Linked DNA regions of Mus musculus: all the other regions are linked to region 3. A link is a contact called in public ChIA-PET and Hi-C data. All regions are on one chromosome and are shown on one strand. The core of a region is the stretch at or near the end of the contact, and the rest is flanking DNA. Distances in the headings are between cores, read along the strand shown. Region 1 overlaps Ildr1 (immunoglobulin-like domain containing receptor 1). Region 2 holds the start of Ildr1 (immunoglobulin-like domain containing receptor 1). Region 3 holds the start of Hcls1 (hematopoietic cell specific Lyn substrate 1).

Region 1 (4,638 bases), core at 1,083-3,582, 220 kb after region 3:
AGCTTAGAGCCAGCTGCTTAAAGATTCAAGACAATTCTGAGAAATGAAGCCGCCAAGGTCAGACTTGCTTAAACCAAGGTTTTGAGGACCAGATGGGACTTCAACCATCCAGGCTACTCAAGCTGCGTGACTTGGAGTTTTCAGAGACTCCGGGCTAGACAGATCTTTTGCAGAGTTGCTGCCGTTAAATGAGGCAAACACCATGGAATGCCCAACAGGTGAGTCAGTAGAGACCCTCATTTTTATCATAATAAATTGTTTCTTTCGCCTTAGCTCCAGGAGAAACACAGATGTAGAGTCTTTGTCTCTGAGGGAAAAGACGGAGTATAATGTTTAAGGCTTCTACCAGGGACAGAAATGATAACATTTTATCTGCTTCTGAAACCTATACTTCTTTCCCAGGGTCCCTGGACACTTTCCAACTTCCCTTGCCCATGACTGGTTACCACTCCATACCTCCACCTCTCTGCTGTCACAGAAGCCGGCCTATTCTTTACTCTCCTTTTACCTCATGGCCTCTCTGTCCTTCGCCTCAGCAGCCTTTGGGAATGCCAACCCCCTTTGAACTCTTGCCATTTTAGCTTCAGGAAACCACCAGCAGCGGCAGACATTCTGGCCCTGGCAAAGCAATGGGACTTTAAGGCTGGGCTTTCTCTGGGGGATCACTCCACTGAACGTGCCTTTCCTCTTCCTAGTCTCCCCATTGCTTGGGTCCCCTTGAACTTGTGGTAGATTACTTCTGCTTTGATAAGGACAGGAACCAGCCTGCACAGGAAGCCAGTAGCTATGGTTCTAGATCACCAAGGTCTGTGTAACTGGAAGAATCTCTCCAGTCCTCACTCTCTCCTGCTATACAGAGATTCTCTGGGGGAGGAGTGGCCGGTAACTCAGAGACAAGAGAAATTTCTCTAATTCTTGTAGGAAAAAAAACAAAAAACATAGGCTCAGTTCCAAAAACTTTCATCTTTAAGTCCTAAGAGGGTTGTTTACCAATACTTGGTGGATTATCTGGATCTACTAAAAGCTAGCACCAATTAATTGTTCTCTCTAACCTCCTCTTACAGCTCAGGAAGGTGAGAACTGACTGGGGACATGGGCTGTGGTGTTCAAGATCTGTGACATCCTTCCAAAGGCTTCCTTCTGCATCTAGCATATTATTTGTTTGTTTATGATACTGTGGTTGAGCCCAGGGTTCTCAGGAAAGCCACTGAACTATGTCTCCAGCTCTGTGCTTTGATTTGCAGAAACCATGACAGGCTGTGGGCTCCCTCATACACTGACTGTCCCCTAGATGTAGTGACCTCTCTCTTCAGGTCAGGCTGCCTACATACTCTGGTCTCTTTCCTTTTTAAGGCTAGCTCTTTCTTGGTAGAGAACTAATGCTGCCTCCAAGGGTAAAGACACTCATCTGTGATCACCCAACTTCTTCTTCTTTTTTTTTTTTTTTTTTTTTTTTTTTGGGTTTTCGAGACAGGGTTTCTCTGTATAGCCCTGGCTATCCTGGAACTCACTTTGTAGACCAGGCTGGTCTCGAACTCAGAAATCTGCCTGCTTCTGCCTCCCAAGTGCTGGGATTAAAGGCGTGCACCACCACTGCCCAGCTGATCACCCAACTTCTTAAGTGGAACTTCCAGCTATTCCCTTCTGGTTCTTTGCTTATAAACATTATTGGGGGTATTTTGGCCAAAAACAAAACAAAATAAACAAAACAAAACAAAACACACACACACACAAACAAAACCAACACCAGAATATTTCTCCTATTCAGAGACCTTTGTAACCATTTCCTGAGCAATTCATTTCATTGCAATTCATCTTCTCCCCAAACTTGTCAGGAAAGTTAAAAAGTGAACTTGTCTGATCAGGTCCAAGGATCTTAACTTATGGACAGCTGTCCTTCATTTTCATCAGTTCTATTAAAAGAGCAAACTGCAGCCACCAAAGAGAAACCAAACCTTGGCTTCTCAGCTCACTGACGGAATGCATCTATCATCCATGCTAAGCTTTGCCCCAGCTCTGTCTGCTGGGACTGCCCTGTATTCTAAGGAATCTTCCAGTGAGGATTGCTCTCATCTCACACGGGGTTGCTCTCATGACAGTGGCTTCTCCAGGAAGGCCCCCGAGAGGTAGGAAGATCCTTAGACTCAGGGTGAGTCCTCCGCTATTTCCTCTTCTTCACGGAGTTTATGTAACCTCAGCTAGCCTGCAGAGGCTGTGGCAGCCCCTACTTGGGACACACAGATACAAGTCAAAGGCTTAATACTGTGCAAGTGACAGCTACTACTGAGCTCTGGGACTGCTCTGACCTGGCCCGTGAAGTGGTGATGACATAGGCCTTTGGTGACTGTGGTGAGGAGTCAGTGGGGAAGTAGAGACAAAGGCTACACATAGAACAGACATGCAATGAAAGTTATTTCTCCTTTCCTGTAAACACCAGGCAATCTTTGAGCACAGATCTGAAACCAGATTCAGACCACTGACCTTGACATCATAGATTAAGTTGGGTGTCTATCATCATAAGTAATCGTCATGTTTTCCTTTCAAACTTTCTTCTCCACATGGACCAAGATGGCAAGACTGGTTGTCTCTGGGAACTTGGCTTAGTCTTTTTTTTTTTTTTTAATTTCTCAGATATTCTACCACATGATGTTTTACATCATCAGGAAAAGGAAATATTACTTAAAACCAATACACTAAAAGAAAACTTCCAGTTACACGGTTGATTTGACTCCCATCTCGTTACACAGGAAAGAACTTTGTAGAACACTGCCTCAATTCTTTTGCTTTTATCATCTACTCTGCAGCTTTACATTTTAGGGTATATTATCATCTTGTTATATGTTTATTCTTGTGTATTTTGTGTGTGTGTGTGTGTGTGTGTGTGTGTGTGTGAGAGAGAGAGAGAGAGAGAGAGAGAGAGAGAGAGAGTTTTCTTTTTCTACCATGTGGGTTTTAACAAGTACTTTACCCATTAATCTATTTTGCTGGTCCAAAGTTTCTTTTAAAGGATGAAATTTCAGTTCAAAGAAAGCTCATACTAAGAGCCAAATTGTCTTCTCCATCTCCTTTTCCCTGCCACTAGATTCACAGAACCTGGGAATGTCTAAGAAGCACACATTCTTTGGCCCTACTCCCCAAGACCCACTGGCTGAGAAGCTGGGGAGGGGGCAGTAGTTAATGTTGACCAAGTCCTCCACATGATCCCAGTGTGAGCTTCAGTTTGAGAACTAACGTTTCAATACTTTTCCTATTGCCCTGCTCTTTTCATCCCATCTCTAAGTAGTGTTGTGAAAGTATAACAGAATAAGATACATACTCTGTCTCTGTCCCTGGTTTCTGAAATATAACTCCTAAAATCCTTGGGCCCTCAAGAAAGATGAATATCTTCCATGAACTAATTACATGACTGCTGGCTGGGGTCTCTAGAGAGCTTTGGGATGGAGACACCAAGGCATGGTTAGAGTGCTGGAATTTTCTATTCCACTTCTGACCTGGGAGAGGAAGAGTTGCTCAAATACACGAAAAGAAAATGATCCAACTCCATCTGTTTACTAAAAAAAGAACTCTATAGGTAGAAACCCTGTTATTGGCCACCTTCTTTATGAATATAGAGAGTTCTTGATCATCATTTACAGGTACAGCCCAAGACTTTTGAGCCTGTAAAGGAAGAAGGTATAAAGGAGATCCCAGAAGAGCCAGGAACTAACCTGAGATACTTGGGGTAAAGGGCACATGTACCATCATGACCAACCCACTGCCACTCTGTTCTCTCACCTTCCTCAGGGCAGCAACAGCGGGTAGGACAGCAGGGGCAGCGGATATAGCAGCAGCAATACTGCGGACAACACTGGCACCAGCATACACCAATCAGCAGCAGGAGTAGGAGGGCTCCAAGAATGATGAAAATCACTGTCAGCCAATCTGCCGTAGAGAGAAGCCAAAAGGGGAGGAACTAAATAAATCATCCGAGGGATGTCTCTACTCCAACTCTAGTGGTTTTCCACCTTCCTAAGCCGTGACCCTTTTATACAGTTTCTCATAGTATGCTGACCCCCAACCATAAGATTGTTTTCATTGTTGCTTCATAACTGTAATTTTACTACTGTTATAAACTGGAATGTAAATATCTGTGTTCTGCAGAGGTCTTAGGTGATCCCCGTGAAAGAGTTGTTCAATTCACAGGGTGAAAACCAGTAATCTTAGACACTAGTAAACACAACCATTGACCTAGTAAGGCCTAGTGACACACTGGCAAAAAAGTTTAGCTCTAGTAAGAGGCCATCAGAGGTCCCCAGTCCAATGACAGTAACACAGATCTGTTTGTTTCTGGCTTTGCTGCTATTGGTGGGTACTTTTGCAGGCAATATCTATTGGTGGCTGGCCCAGGGAGGCTGCAGCAGCACTTACGCAGGACAATGAGCTTCACCTCCTTATCTGGGTCTCCTGACGTGTCTCCTGGAGCCTCGATGGTACAATAGTATACTCCATGATCCCACCACATCACTTCATTAATCACAAGATCTGCTCCTGTGTAGGACAGAAGGGGAAAGTGCCAGTTACCAGGGCATGGTATCTTCAGGACCTCAGAATTCTGCTTTCTAAGAAGGCCTGTGGTAGATGACAAAGGGGTCCGAGATC
Region 2 (4,300 bases), core at 1,711-4,210, 240 kb after region 3:
GCTTGGGCTTGGAGTGTTTCCCAAAGGCCCAAGTGTTAAAGATTTGGACCCAGTTTGGCACCATTGAGAGGTGCTAGAACATTCAATAGATGGGGGCCTCGAGGAAGGTAATTGGAAAGTGGCCTCAAGGAACATATTGGGACCCCGGTCCTATCCTGTTGCTCTGTCACTATTCTTAGCCACCTTGAAGAGGGCAGCCTCTTCTACCATGTGACCCTATGTGAATTCACTGCCTGATCACAGCCCCCAAAGCAATGAGGCCAACCAACCATGGACTGAGAATTCTAAGATTGTGAGCCAAGATAAACCTTTCCTCTTTTCAACTTGATTGCCTCAGTTATTTTGTTATAGTAACAGCCATCTCACTGTTCCTTGTGTTTCCTAGCCACAAAAGAAGAACAAGTAAGTTTCTTCAAGCTTAGCTTTAAACAGTCTTACTTGGGTCCAAATCATAGCTAGTCCTATCACCATGGTTAAGGCCTCCTTCATTTTGTACAAGCAGTATATAGAGTACTTTTAAGCCTTTTAATTAATTCTTACAAAAACTGTATGAAATGATATTATTATCCATGTTTACTGCAGGCTTTAAAGAGTTCAGTAAATTACCAGAGTCACACAGACATCTATTATACAAACTCAAAAAAGCATCATCTAGAGCAGCAGTTCTCCACCTTCCTAATGCTGCGACCCTTCAATACAGTTCCTCATGTTGTGCGGACCCCCAACCATAAAATTATTTCGTTGCTACTTCATAACTATAATTTTGCTACTGTTATGAATCATAATATGAATATCAGTGTTTTTGATGGTCTTAGGCGACCCCTGTGAAAGGGTCATTTGATCGCCAAGAGAGTCTCAACCCACAGGCTGAGAATCACTGGTCCATAGAGCAGATGCAGTATTACTGATGGCACGCCACATAGTCAGGGACAATATCTGTCAAAGTAGCTATTTCCCCTCAGAGTGCCGGGGTCTCAGTTTCTCATCTGTGAAATGAAAGTGAACCTGGATAATCATTGTAGACTTCACTTTCCACACTCTGGTAAAACACCGACCAACTTCCACTTAGGGAAGACCAGGCTAGCACCACACCCTGTAATATTGTCGTGTCTCAAGGGCCTAGCGACTAACATCATGTGGCTGGCTCAGAGACTTGGAGCCATGCTTTTTACAGTTAGTGTGTTGGATACTCTAGTATATATTTGGCTATAGTGGCTGTATTTTTTTAATGCCCATTGAAAATGTTCAAACAAACAAAAACAAAAAAACTGGGCAGTTTAAAATATTTAGGGCACCAGGGTTTATACCCTGACAGGTTCTTCATCTGCAGGCATTCTTGTTCTGTCTAGAAGACTGACTGCTCCATCAGAAGACCCAGGTTGGGAAACATGATGTCAGGGGCTGATGGAAGCAGACCTCTATTTTCCTAAGGCAGCTCAAACAGGAATTTTGTCCCCAGCTGCCACAGACTTGGAGAAGAAAAATTCAACATACTGGAGAAAAGACTGTAGATAACTCCAGAATTCTTACAAATTTGCACTTAGGGTCTAAGTTGGTTAACTATTCTGGTGGTGTTTGAGTACCTAAAGCCTAACGAGGCTACACATGCTTCCTGTCCACTGTGTACGTTCAGCATCTAGTTGTTAGCTTTAGACATCTTATAAAGCCTCCGTCTGGCCAAACAAGTTGAAAGCCAGCCTGCCACAGGAATGCTGCCTTTTCTCGGTTCCCTACCCTTTTGCAACCCTCCCTCCTTTTATTCCCAACATTAAGCTCTGGTAGACTCTAGTTTCCGTGAGATTTGATTACATCTGAGCAACTCTCTAGCTCATAGAAAGGGCATTCTGCCTCCATTTTCATATTACATCTGCCTGGACGAACCATTGAAGCTTCCAATTGGTCGGCGAGCAAACTGATATTCCCAAAGGGGAGCAAGTGGGAAGTGAGTCGGAATAAAACTGGGTGGACCGTCCAAAGGAAATGAAAATTCTTGTTTGCAGAGTCACAGCTACAGGCTAATGTGAACAGAGCCCAGAGAGCCTTCCCTTCTCTCTCCTTTCCTATTCGGCCTCACTCACAGACAAGACCTTTTGCCCTGTTTCCAAGAGGTACCTTAAGACATTCAGATTCTGAGTGAGACCCTTAGTGTGGAGGTAGAAAGAAAGGTGCAGGGCAGCCGGACGGGCTGATAAAGAGGAGGTGGACGCAAAAAGGAGGAAAATATCAAATGACAGGTACTAGCGGATGGCCTGTAAGAGACTCAAATTTATGCCCAACACTCCTTCATACACTACCGACGCAATCTAACTTGTCAGGAAAGAATAAATGTACTCTGGGCCAAAATGGTTGTCGTCGCATCTACACTCTGAAAGCAAGTTTGACACGGGGTAAAGGACAGGGAAAGGGGTATTAAGAAGTTGAAGAATGGTGATTTCGCCTGTATAGATTCGGTTTTAGGCATCAAGCATCTAACAACACCTGTTGGGGCGTAAATCCAAAGGCTGGGGTTTCTTTTTGATTGCATGTTTCCGAAGGCCCTGGGCTAATAAAGGAAGAAAACAACAGGTTCCCACTGGCCGACTCTCGATCCGGCCCCTGCACCTCCCGGTGCCAGGAGCTACCCAAGTGCACCGCCCCGCGGGTGGCCGGCTCTGCAGGGCCAGGCAAATGGCTTCCTGTCTCGTGTGGCCCCGGATGGGACTCCCCCTTTTTTCAGGGCTCACCTGCTGGGAGCCAGGTGAAGAGGAGCAGGCCAGCAGCGAGCAATCCGCAGCCCATGCTGGCCCCCTCGCTGGCTACAGAGGCTCAAGGGCCCCGGAGAGGCGAGTCTTTCTTCATCAGCCGCCGGCCAGGACACGCATCTCCGAGGAGCCCGTAGGTCGAACTATGCGACGGGAGCGTCCCCTCTGGCCCCCACAGGTACGGCCCAGCCCACCGGTACCTGAGGCTCTCTGAGCTCCGCCCCAGCCCAGGGCTGTCTCGGTTTCCTGCTCCGCCCCGGCTTGGGGACCGCAAGCCTCCGCCCTACCTGTCACAGGCTGCCAGGTGACCCATCTCCGCAGGAAACAGAGCCTCTAGCCGTCTCCGTCTGCGCGCGCGGAGGAACTTGTCACTGGCTCCCCTAATTTCTAAGTCACCCTCACCCCTTGCAATTCTTTCCTGGTTCTAGAATTACGTGGCTGCAACTTCTTAGGGAGTAGTATTTCTCGTTGATGCACCTCTCTGTCTCTCTGTCTCTCTCTGTCTCTCTGTCTCTCTCTCCCTCCCCCTCTGTCTCTCTCTCTCTCTCTCTCCCCCTCCCTTTCACACACACACACACACACACACACACACACACACACACACACACACACTGAAAATACACTTCTGTACACTTCTGATGTTTATACCTAATGTCTTCTTGTCTTTCTTTATTCAAACTAAAGATTCTAAAAAGTAGAGCAGGAACCAGAGACCGCAAATTTATTTTTCCACGCTTATAAAATGAACACATGCTCACAGGAAAATAGGGAAAGTGTAATGGAGAAAGAAAGACCCTCTCTCACTGTACATAGATTCGGTTAGTGGTGATGTATTTTTTCCTTAGGTTTTCCACCCATCTTTCCTCGTAGCTCAGCAACCATGCACAGATCTCAGATAGCTCAAGACCAAGGTTTAGACCTTTGACCCAGTGAGGACAACTAGTTCTCTTAGCCACCATACCCAGTCTTTAGTGTTCCTTGGCAGGAAGTGAGTAGGGCCATGGGAATTTATAACTACTAAAAGAAAGGGGAGAAAGGCAAAGTGGCCTTATCAAACCAATCAAGACATTAACTTGGAAAGTCACGCATATTCTGGGCAATGTAAATAGATAGCAAGGCAGTTTACACACTCTTTCCTTATAGGGATTTTCATTGTCTGCTATATTCTCCTGTAAGAAGATTGTTCCTCCTTTCACCTCTCCCACCTCCAGCCTCCCCTGCCCATCACCTGCTTCAAGAATAGCATTATAAAGTGCTATTAAACAGAGCTCAGGAGGCCTCCACCCTGGTCACTGAACAGGATGCAGCTATTATTTCTCAAGAGCACCTACCTCTCTTGTCTTGCTAGGCTTTCAAGGACACTCTCTTCACTGTTGCTGCTAGTGTTCTCTATCCCCTTCCTAGCCAATGAAGCAGGCTTGTCCTAGATCTGTAGAAACACACACACACACACACACACACACACACACACACACACACACACACACACGCTTCTGGGTTAGTCCTCTGGTCCCCTCAATGGGCCTCTTCACTTTAAATATTTTTCCTATAGTCTCTTT
Region 3 (4,603 bases), core at 1,177-3,676:
CCACTTCACTGTCCAAGCAAAGCTACTTCCATACTCACCACAAAGTCAGGGTCTGTATCCCAGTCATCACCCTGGGTCTCCACGGAAACCGATACATCATGCCCCACTACAGACTTCCACATCTGAGGGTACCAAATGATGGAAATAATTAGGAGTGAAAAAGAGAATTGAGAGGAAGGTTGGTAAGGATGCTAAAGTTGACTACGTGAGCAATGGAATGTTTCCTTCTGCTCTTTCTCATCTCATTTATCTTAAGATAAATCAGTAGCCCACCCATATATGGAAAAAATTTAGTATAGGTGTAGGTAACACAAGACAACCTCTGTCAAAGTGTTGGGATTGTTCATTATGTCCACAGCTTGTAGGGGTGACCCGTGGTCATACAACACCTACCACAGGACTGCTGTGGCACCTCACTCAGATTTCTCCAGGGCTTCCTTTTTTAGCTGTCAGGACATAAATGAGTCCAGTGTCCCTCCTGTCTATAATCTGCCTAGCTACATTGAAAATGCTCCCTGTCTGTGGAAGACTGCCCCACATTTACTGTAGGACTGACTGGTCACTCACAGCACAGCTGTAGGTCACCAGTGGGACAGACTAGTTGAACTACTCACACTAGCTGAAAGAAGAAAATACCATGGCTTTATTTTTATTATGTAAATGTTCAACTATATCTAAAGACATAAGCATTTACATGTAAAATGTAGCACTCCCTCTTTTTGAAACACTATGTGAGAATTAACAACTAAGTAAACATTACAAAAGTCTTGGGAGAATGCTAGTTTGATTGGGTGTCAATCATTGTCCCACTGGACACTTGTGTTTTATTGAGCCTTGCCAGAAGGGTGTGAGGAAGAACTGTCCGGTCACACTGTGGGTTTTTGAGGAGAGGTAACAAGGGACAACACCCATCTGGTCTGGTAGCTTTTTGGGACTTCCTGGCTCAAAGACTCTGCCTATCCTTCTTTGTCGGGTGCCACCACCACCGAAGAGCTTCCTGGTACTCATTGCTCTCCCAAAGGAGACACCTTTACCCACTCATCCCCAAGGCTCTGCTTATCTAGGCCCCAAGTCTCCACTTTCTATCCCCATCTGGAAGCCTCCATCATTGCCCACATTTTATAATAACCTCTAGAAGATTAGCCCCGAAGACATCTGAGGAAGATAGGTTAAATAAAGATGTGGGAAGGAGTGGTGAGTTACCGTGGCCAGAGTCACTGTGAGCTATTAAGAACATCTGTGCCTCCCCCAGTTGGTATTAGCTACTAACAGGGGGTAAGACACATAAAGAGAACCTATGACCCACAGCTTAAGGCCTCACTTTGACATGTCCTGGCTCTCAGGCTACTCTACCACAGAAGGAAACTGGAAAGGAGAAGTCAAATACATTTATGAGCAATGAGGAAGCAGTGAGGTCCGATGGTCTCATCTTGCCTGATTCTCCAGGTCTCAGTTCATCTCTCCCATCAGCCCCTCATGCTCATGTTTAAGAGCAAAATAACTTACTATTCTTGTACTGTCGATTACTAATCAGGAAAGCTGCTAACTTAAAGTAGGAGGCTGGAGACAGGCAATGAATGCTGGGCATATCCAATACCTGATGACAGGACTGACTTATGGCATCCATAGGTGAGAGATCCATGGACACTGCAGTAATATGACAGCCCCTGTGAGACCCCTGTCTGTCACATGACACAGAGTCTATACTACTTAGTCAGAGACTAGACTAAGCCATCCATCAATATTAACTTCCTTGGGCAAGTCACTGATTGTTGTGATATTGTTTCCCAATGTTAAATAATTAAGGGGTTAACACAGTAGATCCAAAGCTCCCTCTGTAACACTCTGGGATCCCCACAGACATACAAAGTTACACCAGCTGAAGTCATGTTTGCATTTGACTCCTAAAAGCACTTGGCTCAGCACCAGTGTTCATTGGTGGTTAAATCCTGTCCCCTTACATTTCCCATGGGCATTTGTGTCCCTGTGAGGCCATACAAAGGCACACTTTGTCCTCATCTTCCGTGGGTCGCCTTCAGGTTAGCACACTGGGGCAGCCACCCTTTAGAATGGGCTGTGTAGATCATCAAGGGCATACTAGGGCCCAGGGTCCTAGATATGTGCTCAATCATGCTCCCCGAGTGCAGGCCATTTCCTTGTTCCCATCCTCAGATGTTCATTGTCAACCACTGCACACAGTCCTTAGGGCCATCAAGAGTTCAGCATCTATTAGTAAAGACCTCCCTTAACAAGGACTAAGTGCTATGTAGACTTCTTTTCCATACTTCCCTGTGCTCCCAACCCCTCACAAAACCCCCAGCTCAGAGCACCCACCTTTACTGGTTCCTGGTTACGGCTTTTCACATCTACACCAGGCGCCCCCTCCAGCGGCTGCCACTTCAGGGTAAGTAACAGAGCAGCTGCTCCAGTTCCGTTTTCAGGTTTTCTGTCATTTCCTGCCACACTGTCCTCACAGCTACTTCCTGAAGTTTGAGTCAGTTCCTTATACTTTGAGTACTTAGAAGGGTTAAGTGTTTCTGTGTCTAGTATTTTGCAAAGTTTTTCAGGTCACGGGAAAGTTATAAAAATGACCGTGGAGACACATCCCTTATCAGTTAAGACACAATAAGAATGCTGCAGGACTGCTCTGTGTCCTACGAAGGACAGTTGCATCTAAGTAAAAGAATTCAGAACAAGGCAGGTGTGGTAGTGAACTTCTGTGATCCCAGCACTTAGGGGTACCCTGGGCTACAACATTGTTGTAGAAGCCTGGTCTGAGGAAGGAAAAATGTGTGTGTGTGTAGTCTGCAGCAATCAAAAAAAAAAAAAAAAGGCTTAGTGGAAAAATGATCTGTATGTTAATTTTGAAGGGAAGTCTTAAAAACAATTTCTCCTCCTTGCTTTCTGCAGTACCTGAGACTCACACATAACTCACGAGGAAGGGAGAAGGCAGAACGTGGAGGGAGAAAACTCCCTAGCTTGATGGGAGGCTGTGTGGAGTCTGAGCTCACTTACAGAGTTCTGACTACTGGCCTTCTCTAAGCTGGTGAATTGAACTCTGACATACTCTACACTGTCAACATCTGCAGCCCTCCCCTTCTAGCTTCAAGTCAAGACATGCTCAGGTGACTTGTTGAGCCAATGAAATAGACCCTTTCTGATGTGAAGGCCACTGAGAACTTTGCTATGCTTTTACTGGCTGCCTTTCAAATAACCACCTCCCTGCTTCCACCCTCCATTCCTCACCCACCCCCGTCCCAAGCATGGCTCCTCTGGCAGCCTGGAGCACTGACAGGCAATAAAGATAATGAAAATAAAGTTCCAAGGATCTCTGGTTGAAAAATAATCCTACTAAGAACTTGCTTTTGCATCTGAGCCTGGCTCTCCTTATCCCAGTCATCTGTGGACTCTGACTTGCCTGGCTTACAGAGAATGAACCCACAAGGGTCCCAGGTTGGTGAAACTAGACAGAAGGGAACATTCTGTACCAACAGAAAGCATCTAAAGTCACTTCCCAGGGGATTGATTCTAGACTTGGAGCACTTTATTTGTTCTAATAAGGCTATTTATAGTTGAGGAATATGTAGAAAGGGGTAGCCTTAAATTAGGGCTAGACATTGTACCTCACCACACAGCAATGCACAGAACCATAGAACTTCAGCGATGACACCAAGGAAACCCACTTCCCCCTCACAAACACCCCATGTTCATCCCTGAGCAGAACAGTGCTGACATACAGTGAGCGTTGAAGCCAAAGAGAACAGGTTCCCATTAATCCTCTTCTACCCTGTGATACTGGGTCAGCTTTTCCCAAGTGGCAACTTTGTATAAGAGCATGATGTCTACCCAACCCGCATGAGCTATGAAAAGTCTCCTTCTGCACTGTGTTCAAGGAGAGCTTGTTGTTTTAGACACTCTTGCTATGTAGCACAGGCTAGCCTTAACTTACTATGTAGACAAGACTGGCCTTGGACTTATGGTCCTCCTGCCTCAGCCTCCTCAGTGCTGGAATTACAGGCAAGTGCCACCATACTTGGTGGTCCAATACTTTCAGAGTTTTCTCAGAACTATCCACAAGGCTTCACAAATTTACATCCTATGGTTCTGCTCCTTTAACCCAATCTCAGGATGGATTTTCTAATCTGAACCTCATCTCCTTTGGCTCCAGCAGCTGAGGCTAGAAGGATGTTCACAGCCATGTGGTGCTGGCCAGTGAGATGAAGGAGTCTCAGAACTTTCTCCTCCAGTTGCCACTCCTCCATCCCTCCCATAGTGTGCAAACACAGGCATGTAACTTCTGTGCCAACAGATAGTCTCACACAATTCCTTATTCTGAAAATAATTTTATTATTTTACAGTAGTTAAGGTTTTGGGATGTTGTGACTAAAATTTTCATCACCACAGAACAAAGGGCTGATGAGTGAGTCCAGCAGTTCACTCTTCTTTAGGGGGTGAGAACAGGAAGGGAGCACATCATGTCCGTAAAGGGGAGGATCGACACGGTGGGATCCATCCATTCCTGGCCACTGCTCTCAGGTCTGGATCCAGGTGCTTTGCCTTTTCTTTCCACCGCCTCAGCCCTGTGCCCAGTGGTGGGTGACAA

What was found. Hi-C and Micro-C count contacts between places; a contact is called where the count stands out from the background. ChIA-PET counts read pairs in DNA pulled down with a chosen protein or histone mark.
Region 1: a contact with region 3 is called in a Hi-C map of B cells, with 3 times the contacts expected there. The contact joins the enhancer-like site here to the promoter of Hcls1 in region 3. A contact is called at or near these places in 4 of 39 promoter capture datasets (the C10 cell line, hippocampal neurons, liver and 1 more), 6 of 484 Hi-C or Micro-C datasets (B cells, Th1 cells, bone marrow-derived macrophages and 2 more), 1 of 115 datasets of contacts at active chromatin or transcription factors (memory CD8 T cells) and 4 of 9 other capture datasets (adipose tissue, bone marrow-derived macrophages, liver and 1 more).
Region 2: an RNA polymerase II ChIA-PET map of memory CD8 T cells shows a contact between it and region 3, with 6 read pairs. The contact joins the promoter of Ildr1 here to the promoter of Hcls1 in region 3. A contact is called at or near these places in 1 of 39 promoter capture datasets (hippocampal neurons), 3 of 115 datasets of contacts at active chromatin or transcription factors (bone marrow-derived macrophages, effector CD8 T cells and memory CD8 T cells) and 1 of 9 other capture datasets (liver).

The regions. Positions count from the first base shown.
Region 1 is chr16:36,715,390-36,720,027 of GRCm38.p6, reverse strand. Ildr1 (immunoglobulin-like domain containing receptor 1) reads right to left here. Exons shown (of 8, transcript NM_001285788.1): 4 at 4,408-4,527; 5 at 3,775-3,921. Among named protein-coding and RNA genes, the nearest start is that of Ildr1, 24 kb to the right of the region's middle. Within about 2 kb of position 2,332, at least 36 of the 459 cell types and tissues checked have an H3K27ac peak or open chromatin away from gene starts, as enhancers often do. A contact at or near this core is called in B cells and bone marrow-derived macrophages, where this site is marked.
Region 2 is chr16:36,692,638-36,696,937 of GRCm38.p6, reverse strand. It overlaps Ildr1 (immunoglobulin-like domain containing receptor 1), which reads right to left and starts at 2,960. Exons shown (of 8, transcript NM_001285788.1): 1 at 2,724-2,960. The coding sequence starts at 2,778.
Region 3 is chr16:36,932,806-36,937,408 of GRCm38.p6, reverse strand. It overlaps Hcls1 (hematopoietic cell specific Lyn substrate 1), which reads right to left and starts at 2,426. Exons shown (of 14, transcript NM_008225.2): 1 at 2,335-2,426; 2 at 39-122. The coding sequence starts at 122. Golgb1 (golgi autoantigen, golgin subfamily b, macrogolgin 1) reads right to left here. Exons shown (of 22, transcript NM_030035.1): 22 at 4,324-4,603.